Linked DNA regions of Mus musculus: region 1 is linked to region 2. Evidence: chromatin contacts called from public promoter capture Hi-C data. All regions are on one chromosome and are shown on one strand. Each heading gives the region's core, a stretch centred on a gene start, on an enhancer-like site or on the middle of the called end of the contact. The rest is flanking DNA. Distances are from core to core; before and after follow the strand shown.

The links. Promoter capture Hi-C pulls out the DNA fragments that hold promoters and counts their contacts.
Region 1: a contact with region 2 is called in a promoter capture Hi-C map of hippocampal neurons, with 2.3 times the contacts expected there. The contact joins the promoter of Lmo3 here to the enhancer-like site in region 2. A contact is called at or near these places in 2 of 39 promoter capture datasets (hippocampal neurons and pre-B cells), 3 of 115 datasets of contacts at active chromatin or transcription factors (astrocytes, embryonic basal ganglia and embryonic forebrain) and 1 of 9 other capture datasets (liver).

Annotation. Positions count from the first base shown.
Region 1 is chr6:138,420,039-138,425,367 of GRCm38.p6, reverse strand. Lmo3 (LIM domain only 3) reads left to right here and starts at 2,338. Exons shown (of 4, transcript NM_001356306.1): 1 at 2,338-2,927. A830011K09Rik (RIKEN cDNA A830011K09 gene) reads right to left here and starts at 2,263. Exons shown (of 4, transcript NR_126073.1): 1 at 2,003-2,263.
Region 2 is chr6:137,931,831-137,937,688 of GRCm38.p6, reverse strand. No RefSeq gene overlaps it. Among named protein-coding and RNA genes, the nearest start is that of Gm38552, 78 kb to the right of the region's middle. Within about 2 kb of position 2,663, at least 34 of the 459 cell types and tissues checked have an H3K27ac peak or open chromatin away from gene starts, as enhancers often do. A contact at or near this core is called in hippocampal neurons, where this site is marked.

The DNA.
Region 1 (5,329 bases), core at 1,089-3,588, 490 kb before region 2:
TAACTATTCCATTTTATTCTTTTACACATGTGGTTTAGCATATTATTCACTAACTTCACCCCCCCCCTCTCCCTCTCCCTCTCTCTCTCTACAAGTATGGGGTATATGCTAACCCAGAGAGGAAAAGGAGGATGGGGGGAGAGGAAGGGGATGGGATACAATTAGAGCTCTGGATAGTTGCCCTTTTTTAAGGTATCAAAGTGGTTAATGCCTTTGCAGGTTGGTGTTGATATGGGGGATCTTACTGCCACAGTCCAAAAGAGTACTAATTACTGCGAATGATGTCACCGTAGGCAGAGGAATAATCCCATCATTTAATTAGTTGAATGATTTAAACAAAGATTTGCATAGATGCACTCATCAGTTGCCATGAATTACGGAGAAGCAGTTGCCAGCGAGGGGTAACAGATCATACAGTTGGAGGGAAAAAAAACCTCATCCTCCTTGAACATAATTAATTTAATTGTCCTCATTAGCTGTGCCATTTGTTTTGATTTTATTTCTCCCTTTCCCCACACATACTTCTCCCTCCCTCCCTCTTTTCTTCTCAGTACATTGGCTGCTAAAGATAACAGGCAACACACACACACACACACACACACACATACACACACACCAGAGTGTTTTCAGAGTAGATCTGGCTGGAGGGTGGGGTAGGACAAGCAGGGAGCTGTGTGGATGTGTGTGTGTGTGTGTGTGTGTGTGTGTGTGTGTGTGTGCGTGCGCGCACGCCTGAGTACTAGGGCCAGGAAAAGCCAAAACTTAAGAAGTCTGCTTATAGACTGAACAGCTGAAGGGGTTCTCAGTAATCTTCCTGTCTGTGAATTTCGGTATTTTTCAGGTTAGTTCTGAGTTTTGTTGTCTTTGAAAGGGAGAAGAAAGCAAGCCACCTACTATTTTCTTAGGAGCCTTCTGAAGGTTGGGATTAAAAAATAAATTAGACCGGCTATGCCAGGACTTTGGATATAGGGAAGCATAATTTAACATAAATATTCAAGGGGGACTGCTTTAGTGTGTGTGTGTGTGTGTGTGTGTGTGTATATATATATATGTATATATATATATATATATAATTTGATAGATCGGATAGATAGATAGATAGATAGATAGATAGATAGATAGATATTAAAATTGATGTTACAGAAGTAGCAAAGTTTTTCTGTATTGTTTGAAGGGTGTTTTGTGGGTAGTGTTTTTTTGGGGTGGGTGGGTAGTTCAACAATTGATCCTGTCTTGGCACTGAGAGCATCACATCCAGTGTCATTCAAACTGGCACTATTTTTAAGCTTAACCTTTTGACAAGGCTTTGTGAGAGATGCTGAGAGGACCTTGATAGAGACACCAAAGTGGGCGATAGCTGAAGTTTAAAAACTTAGAAAAAGGAGATGGTTTAAAGCTACCAGTGACCTATAGAGCATCGGAGTGCAGGGAAGAGGTTAAGAGTAATGGGAAAAATTTAGAGGCAAAAATAAAAGGATGTACCCAGGCCTTAAAATAAGTGTATGAAGGCAGGGTGTAGGTGGGCAAGTGGCCAGGGGACCGGCTTAGTCCTGGAAGTCTGGCTCAGCTTCCTGGGGACTAACACTGAAGCAGGTTTCAAAGTCAAGTATTCACCTATCTGTAGTAAGTGTGTTTCAGTGGCCACTTTGGGTTCAGCACCTGGTATGGGGTACAAGTTCACAGTCTGACTCCTGGGGCCATTCGAGAGAGAGGAAAGGGTGTGTGGCACTGCCTGGCCTGAGTTTACATGACAAGGCATTCTGCACAGGGACTTCAGAGAGTTTCTAAACAGAATTCATAGCCCTGGAAACTGCAGACACCCCCAGACATTTACTAAAAGGAGGGCTGTGCAGTTTTCCAGTGTTCCCTGGTAGCACTTTGATTCCTTGGCTTTTATTTTAACTTCCTCCACTGGCACTGTCAGTAACAGATTTAGAGGGCAATTTGCTTTCATAGTCCCCATCCTATTCCAAAATGCCCCCGTTATTTTAGGAAGCCCTACCCTTCTCCTTTGGAGCTCTTTTGCAGTTCTTCTTGTGGGCGAGTCCTGGAGGTAGGGTCCTTCCAGAGTCCAGTCCTGCAGAGGTCACATTCTCTGTGTGATAGGCATGGGTGGGAGGGGATGTCCCCAGCGTTTGTCAGTAGCATATGCAATGGGTTGTGCTGACTGCACTCCCAGGCTTGTCAATTTTCACCCTGGGAAATTAGCAACAAAGCCTGGATCTGTCTCGTGGCTGCTTTTGCACTTTCCGAGGGCGGCTGTACTTGACTGAGCTGCGGAACAGACAGCAGAGACACAGCGAGAGAGAGAGAGAGAGAGAGAGAGAGAGAGAGAGAGAGAGAGAGAGAGAGAGAGAGAGAGAGAGAGCTCAAGCAAGCTAGCGAGCAAGGGAGCCAGCTAGAGGGAGGGAGAGAAGGAAGAGAGAGAAGAGGGAGGGGTGGGGGCGAGAGGTAAATACTCTTAAATCGGAAGGGAGCTGCCTTCACTGTGGATCTGACAGGCGCTGCCTGGGCTCCGAGGCGCTGTAATAACTGGGTGACCTTTTCTTGGGCTGTATTATGTCTGGCTGGGAAGGGATTGCATTTTGCGGCTGAGAGCCAGGGCTTCCTTCAGCTCGGGCTCCTCGCACACTGCTGGGGTAAGTTGTCAGGAGCCAGGACCAAGAGAGACATCCCCCGGACTGCAGTTGCCTAAAAGAAGGACACCTGTGGCTCGCATGCGGTCCACACTGGTACTTGGCGGATCCTGGAGGACCTCATTATTTTAAACTTAAAAAAATATATAGAGAGAGATTCTACCCCCCGGTTTTTTTTTTTCCTTTTTTTTTTTCAAACAATGTTTCTTTTTGACCTTTCCCAAGGAGAAGCGCTACCAAGCAGCCGCTGGGCTCATTGAACACCCTCCCCTGTATCGCTTAATTGAGAAGGTAAGTCAGGGGTTGTGTACTCACGCGTCGGCTTATTTGTGCTGTGTATGTCTGCTGGTGCGCGCGTGCGTGTGCGGATGTTGGGTGGCTTTTTTTTCTTCTTCTTCCCCATCCTCTCCCAAGAAGGCATAAAGTAAAGCTGCACCCGAACCATCCCCACCACCACTGCAACTTTCACCGGGCTGCAGGTCTGCAGAGAGGGTTTTGTGTTTGTTTGGTTCTGTTTAAATCATGGGAGGCATCATTATTTTTGTGATGAGACATGAAATAGATGTGGGGCGGAAGACGTGGATGCCGGAGGAAGAGAGTGGAGCGCGCGGCTGCAGCGCGACGCAACATCTCAAGTAGGAGTCTAGTGCATAATAGACAAAGTTCATTGGGAGCTGCAACATTCGCACACCCTGACTCTGGAAGAGGGGTTGGGACAGTTTGCAAAGGTTGGGGGCGGGGTGTTGCTACCAGGCTAAGGGAAGTGATATCAGTCTTGGGTATTTTCCCAGACCTTTCTACACCTGCTTGATGAAATGTATGCCTGCCACCCCCAAGAAAGAGTTGAAATTACAACCTTGTTTTTGTCTACACCCCTGCTTCTCCCAATGCAACCTTAATATCAAAACACTGCTTCTGTGTGTTGCAAAAGTGACTGTGTCGTGTTCAGTGGACATAGGTTCCTTGTACCCAAGTGTCTGCATCTTAACAGGGAGAGAGAGAGAGAGAGAGAGAGAGAGAGAGAGAGAGAGAGAGAGAGAGAGAGAGAGAGAGATTCAGCACATTTTAACCGGGGCTACTCAGATTGCTGTTATGAAACACAAGTCAGATTTATGATCTTTTTCATACCGAACACGATATGCTATGCTAACACTGCGTGTGACGGTTTAATCAAATCCATTTGTTACTAGGAAGCTAAAAGGGGCCGCTGGGATTTTAGGATTACAGGCAGAGTGAGGGAAGCATGTGGCTTTGTCATTCGCCATCATTTTACACGCTCCCTCGTCCCTTCCCCCACTGCCTGCCTCCCTAGCCACTAGACCCCAGCTCCCAAAGTGGCTTCACAATAGTGGATCCTGGGCCCTGCATGCTGCTCACCAGATCCACGCTTGGGCCCCAGATCCGAGTGATTCCCTTTTCTACTCTCTGCCTCCGGGCTTGGTGCTCCATGCGAAGCTGCAGCGACTCAGGCACGCCTCAGTCAACTCATGCAGAAACAAGAGAAAAGTTTTGGTAAGGTTACCTTCTATCACAGAGGCACTTTCTCGGGCCGCTAGGCACTCGTGGCTAGCTCCACAGACTGCCCGTTCTTCTCCTGAGGAAGATATGAAATAATATTGTTGCTGCTGCTTTTAAAGACTGCTGCTTTCGACCAATTAATCTCGCTAGGTGCCAAAAATCCTGGTACATTCTTTGCAAAACCACCCCTGCGTGGCTGCAAAGACACAGCCACAAAAGGTTGGATCATAAACTCCGCAAGGAGATTCTTTGTTAGAGTGTATGTATGTTTCTTATTTTTTTTTTTTTATTTTGCATGTGAGCTGCATCAAAATTGAACCCAGTCTTGCAAATCTCTTGTTGGCCTTTGCCAAGCACTAGCACTTTGCTGCCATGGTAACTGTAATTAAACTGATAAGAGTGGGGAAATGTCAGTATCTCTGAGCCTTGCAGCTGCATTGGAGAAAAAGGGAATCAAATTGGTTTCCAGCTCCATTGCTCAAAAAGGGGAGGGTGGTGGAAGGACGCGGAGGGGGTTGGGAGTTGAAGGGGCAGAACAGAGTTAAGCAGCTCCGGTACCAGAGATTTGGGGACATATATTTACACTGTTTCCCCTTAGGGGGCTGCAGCCTGTAGGGGTGCTCTGGGCCAGTGAACAGAGAGAAACAAGCTTTTAGGCCCAATCCAGTTTTGCAATCTGGGTTGGGGGAGCACAGGGGGTTGGGGGGAGGTGCGTGAGTGGGAGGAAGATGGGCAGGAGGAGAGACAATCTTTTGTTTGGTACTCTTGGCAGTGGGAAGGCTGTGTTGGCCAAATTCTTTTAATCTATGTCATTGCTCCCAGCTGCGAAACCTGCGGACCCAATTTTTGCATCCTCTCTTCCAAAAGCCCTTCTGGATGGAGCCCCCTTCCTCGGCTCCCAAATTGTGCTCTGTAAATCTTCTGAAAGGGGAAGGAATGTTCTCCATTCATTCAGCGTGATCAGTCCAAATAATACATACATGTTTTTTTTTTTTAAAAAAAAAGCCCACAGTGCCTGAGCACTGCACATCTTTCGTTATTCTGGTTATTTTTTAAGCTCCTATGTGTTGTGGAGTTGTGGTTACTTTGTTGTGTTAACTACTGAAGCTAAGACTGTGCGGATGAATGGCACAGAACAAGGGAACATAATAGATGCAATCAACCGGCAGGCCTTC
Region 2 (5,858 bases), core at 1,414-3,913:
TGACTTCTAGGTCCTGTGGTAGAAGGAGTCTGATTTGGGGAAGTGCAAGAATTCTGAAACAGCAGGATGGATAATGTCTAAGGAGAACAGGAAAGCAAAGACTCAGAACTAGGATTTATGTGAACTCTGGTCTTCATGCTTGTACACCTCCCCAGACCCGTGTCACATTCACTATTGGTTCAACGTATCACTTTTCTTTCTTCAGATTCATTTAACTAAGGTGTTTACCACAATACCACCCAATACTCCTGAGGGTATGGTAAGACATAACACACAGGCATATGTTACTTCCAGGAGTGCAAACTGCTTTAAAAATGTTGAAAGAAGTATAAACAAAAGTAGCATTAAACTCAGCACATCATCCAGGAGCGGCGTCACACACACACCTACCTACCTGAGAGGCAGAAAGGTCACAGGTTCAAGGCCAGCCTGAGTCTAACTTCTTAAAATGACAAAAGTCAAGATATTTTAAAGAATGTATATTTTTTGAACTAATTACTTTACTTCTAAAAATATAAGCTAGCCAACAAGACACTTCCCAATGAAGTACTTAATAACGTTCATACCCTGAGTAAACAGTCAGGTGTGTTATCTTCTGCCTTTCTGTAGGTCCACAGTATAGTATCTGCAGTCAGAAGATATCTTGGCTTCCCAAACCTTTAATGAATATTCTCTACTTAGATTTTACTCTCTCGTGGGATTTTTATTTAGGAGAACAAGTAAATAATCCACCAAGAGCCTCCGGGAGTGCAGCCTGAATATCTACACACGGCTCACTCAGCTGCTAATGCTGTTGGAAGAGGTGTTAACAGTATATTTATTGATATGTATATGTGTGCCTACTTGAGTTTATGTGCACCACATGCGTGGAGGAGCCCATGGAAGGCAGAATAGGGTGTCTGGTCTCCTGGAACTGGAGTTACAGGCAGTTGTGAGCCACCATGTAGGACCTGGGAACTGAACCCCTGTTCTCTACAAGTTAGGTAGAGTTCTTAATCATTGAACCATCTCTCCAACCCCCAGACTTCAGCCTTAAAACCAAGTTTCCAAGAGAACAAAGCCCTTCTAAAAAATCACTGAGCTAAGGAGCCTCCAAAATAATGCATGCAGCCAAGAAAATATTTCCATAAGTAAAGCTGCCTTTTGTTAAGGGAGGCCAAACTAGAAGACTGATAACGCCTATTTGTGTACACACCCCAGTAGAGAGGCTCTTACCATAATACTACATAATAGTGTTTGCTTTTCCCCAAGAACCAGTTTTCCTCCCTTTCCAGGATTGCCCATGGTTGAGAATGGTCTGCATCATTCTTGAGTTTGGGCATGATTTCAAGTGTGATGTTTTTAAAGCCAAATGGATTCATAGCATTGCCCTGTGTAAGAGACTTACAGCCTACACAAAAGAACCCTCATTGTTTTCTTAAGTATTTAGTTCAGTCCAGTTTGGGGTTGGTCCTAATTGTGTTCATTTTATTGGAACTTTTGAGGTGGGGATGAGAAACAAAACTTGCCACGAAACAAAGCTTTGATGACAGAAAAGCAACAGATGATTAAATGGGAGCTAAAACCCATCTTGTACTCTCGCAGTCCTGACATCTCTTTGATAGATCGCTATTGGCAACGCTATACACATCCCCTGCATCTCTTGTCCTCCCTCCCCCCCCATTCTCCCTCCATCGTTCATTCTGCATATAACATATACAGCCACATGTCTCTATCACTGAGAAAGGATCAATCGTCTTCCCTACGCTGCTGAGACATACAATATTTATCACAGCTTATAGAAGAGAAGCAAAGAAACTCTAAGGATATTCCCTTCAGCTGTGTTTCTGTTGAAGGAGCAGGAGCATTCCAGGCCTCCTCAACCTCACCCCATTGTCAGCCAAGCCTAACATAACTTGTATCACAATAAGCCCGATACACTCAGATACCCACCGGCCACTGCAGAGGAAAGGAGACCTGGTTATTGGTGATCTTCCTTGCTATATTAAACACAACTCCCATTAGGCAAACTCCTTTCCATTTCTTTAAACCTCTCAATACCTTGTAAATCAAATATTTATCAGCCGAGAACCTCTCTTCTGGCTCTCTGATGTTTCAGCTCTGACAAAGTTGGCCACTAGCCAGTTGGTGGAGAAACCGGCAAGAGGAAATCCGACACAAGGAAGAAAGAAAACTCTTTCATTTTTATTTCACAGGAACAAAGTGCCAACAACGCACCCCCACACACAAAGACACACAAGATCTTTCTTTCTTTTTTTTTTTTAACTTGCCCTCGTGGAAATGTTTGCATGGAGTAAGAAGGGCCAACCTCGTCAACAAATATTTACTGGGCATTCATCACGGCGTCCACATGACTTCAGAACCTTACAGGTCGTAGGAAGATTTTCTCAGCTACTGTTAAGAGGGTGCAAGTTGATACTGCCATGCATATTAAACTCTGAGATTGACAAATGTGGAAATGATTGCATAAGCCACGGCTTTGTGAGAGAAGAATCAAGAATTCTGCTTATGAGGGAAAATATGCTAAAGGAGAAAAGCTCTGAACCCTGACTTAAAACAAAGCAAAGCAAAAGAAAGCCCAGAATCCATATGGTGAGTGGGCAGAGGGAGATGATGGATCTACAGAAGGCTACATGGCATCCTTCCAGGGAATGCGTCATCCCTGAGAATCACAATGTAGACATGCAGAGTGCTTTATATGCTGACAATTAGATGGTAGTGTAAAGGGACACACTGGATGTATCTGCAGAATTAAGGATCACGCAGTTGATGCAGTTATTAAGCACTTTGAACACAAATTTTATTGCCAAACAGCAAAGGTTAACTTCTCCTTTGATCTCTGGCATTCAACAGAATGACAAATGGTATGTGTGCCTATGTGGTGGTGTGTGTGTGTGTGTGTCTGTGTGTGGGGGGTGTGTGAGTGTGGTGTGTGTGTGGTATGAGTGTGTATCTGTGTGTGTGTGGTGTGTGTGTATGTGTGTGTCTGTGTGTGTGTGCTGTGTGAGTGTAGTATGTGTGTGGTATGAGTGTGTATCTGTGTGTGTGGGGTGTGTGTGTGTGTGTGTGTGTGTGTGTGTGTGTGTGTGTGTGTGTGTGTGTGTGTGTGTTGTGTGTGTGTGTGTGTGTGTGTTGTGTGGTGTGTGTGTGTGTGTGTGTGTGTGTGTGTGTGTGTGTTGTGTGTTGTGGGGTGTGTGTGTGTGTGTGTGTGGTGTGTGTGTGTGTGTGTGTGTGTGTGTGTGTGTGTGTATACACATACATGTAAAGGCTAGAGGTAGATATCAGGTGCATTCCAAGGTCATTCATATGTTTATTCTCTGAGCCTGAACTCTTTAACTCAGCCATTCTGGCTGGCCAAGGAGCTTAGGATCTTCCTGTCTTTTTCCTTCCCAGTGCTGGTGGGAGCTACATCCAGCTTTCTAGGTGGGTACTGCAGGTCTGAATTCAGTAGAAAAAAAATGAAAATTAATGGAAACCAGGAGTCTATGACTGCCATTAGTCAAAAAGTCAATACAGAATGAATGGCTTTTAATTTGTGGAAGAAAACCATGGGACAACGGTCTTTATGCTAGCACAGTAGACACTCTACCTAAGAAGCCATCCCCTTATCCTCCAAGAAAATGTGTGCCTGCCAGGAATTCATTGGTGGAAGGTTCCTATCAATGGGTTAAGAGGTAGACTCAAGCCATCATGTTTCTCTGAAACTCCTAAGATGCCACTATTGCATAACTAAAGTATGATCCAGCACAGTTTAGCGGCAAAATTCTTAAAACAATTAGCATGAGGTCCCCACATCAGCAAGTCCACCTAACATATTGAAATTTGAACCTTTAGCCTACCATATACTTTCCATTTTCAGAATAAACATTTCCAGTTTGGGGGGAAAAAAAGGAAAACCAGTGACCATGTCCCTTCTAGACTCCACAACTAATGAACGTCAGTTTACTCTAGCCCCGTTTGTAGAACAAATGTAAAAACTTTTATGTGGACTGAGGGGTCCTCACTTTCAGAAGGGTAAATGGAACTCAGAAGATGTCGAGCCAAATAATCATTGCTCTGTTAACAGATGAGCGTAGGTCATGGCGGAACACATGCACATGTGCATGCAGCTAAACGACAGGAGAGAGAAGTTAACATTCTAGTCCCAGCCCCTGTATGCAGTGCCTACAGGGCACCAGACACATCGCTAGGATGCTGGGCACAGGACAAACCTTTCCTTCATGAATTTCAAATATTATAGAAAATAAATTCGAGTGCAAGACACTATGATGTTTATGTTTAGTTCTGGGAAGAAAACCAAAAAAAAGTGCCATGATAAGAGAAAGATGGTTCCAGGCAAGGGAGGCAGAAGAGGTCTTCTTAAACTCATGGCATTTAACATTCAGGATTCCCATTAAGACTATTGATGGCTAGATGAAGAAGAGGGGAGGAGCAAGTCTGGAATGTGAGAAAAGTCAGAAGCCAGCTTAAGTATCTTGGATCATCAGTAAACTGGAAGGCTTAAGCTTCAATATTTCAAACGGTGCTCTCTCTTCTACAGTTCTACAGAGAGCAGAACCAAGGAATCAATTGCAAGAAGAAAAGCATCTTAAGCCACAGTGACAGGCATCCCACTGTCACGGGTGGGAAAGGGCTGCTTGTCTAACTCCAACTCTACCAATCAGCTTACAGATATGCCCAGAAATAGGATGAGTCACCTCTTCATATTAGTAACAAGGGCCTCCAAGTCAACATATCAACTAAATCACATTTCTTAAACATGTCATTCAAATGGGGGAAAAAACATAATAGCTAAAAACGCATGAGTGTACAATGAACAAAGCAGACATGAGTCAAGTATTGTCATTAGTCATGAAGACAGAATAGGAACTCACGGCTCTTATGTTGTGGAAGAAAACCTTGGTTTACATAGAGAAAAATATCACCAAATCTAACTTCAATGGACTCAAAACCCTGTAATATAGAAACAGGGAGCTAGCTGACAAGCCTGGCTGCCTTTCAATAGGGATTTAATAGCACAAAGCTATCAAGTTTCTTTGGAGTATATTCCGTTACTCTTCTAAGTATGCTGCAAAGGTATTTGCTATGTAATATCATACACAAAATAAAAGTCTTTTATCAAAAGGAATAAGCTACATACAAAGTTGGCTATGGCAATCCTTCTAGAATTTTCTTTTGGTTGATCTCTTACTCTCAAAAATCAATAAATTATCAGGGGACTTTCCACATTGCAGTATGAATTAAAAATCAGACATCAAAGTATCTCTCTCCTCCAGGAAGGAGCAGGTTTGTTTCATAAAGTTTTCTGCTGTATTTATTTTTAGATTTTATATATTTATACCTATAGATATAGATATATAGATATCACAGAAAGATGAATATTTTTGTAAAAATTCATCTTTTCCATATATTCAAGACCAATACCTAAACAATAACAGAAAGGAAAGCCTGTCTGTCTGTCTGTCTTGGCGTTTGAGAAGCTGACAAGTTATCCTCTTTCAGTGCTAGGAGGCAGAGACAGGAAGATCCTGGATGCTCAGTGGTCAGCTAGCCTAGCCAACTGGTGACCACCCAGGTTCTGGGAGGGAACCTATCTCTAAATAAATAAATAAATAAATAAATAAATAAATAAATAAATAAATAAATAAATAAATAAATAAATAAATAAGCTGGAGGTGAACAGGGAAGGACATTCAACACCAACCTGTGGCATCCACGTGCATTTACACGGGAACATATTGAGCACACAGGCAAACACAAAGCAAGAAAAATAGAATGAAGGAACAAAGGAAAGAAAGGAAGGAGAGAGGGAGGGAGGGAGGGAGGGAGGGAGGGAGGGAGGGAGGGAGGGAGGGAGG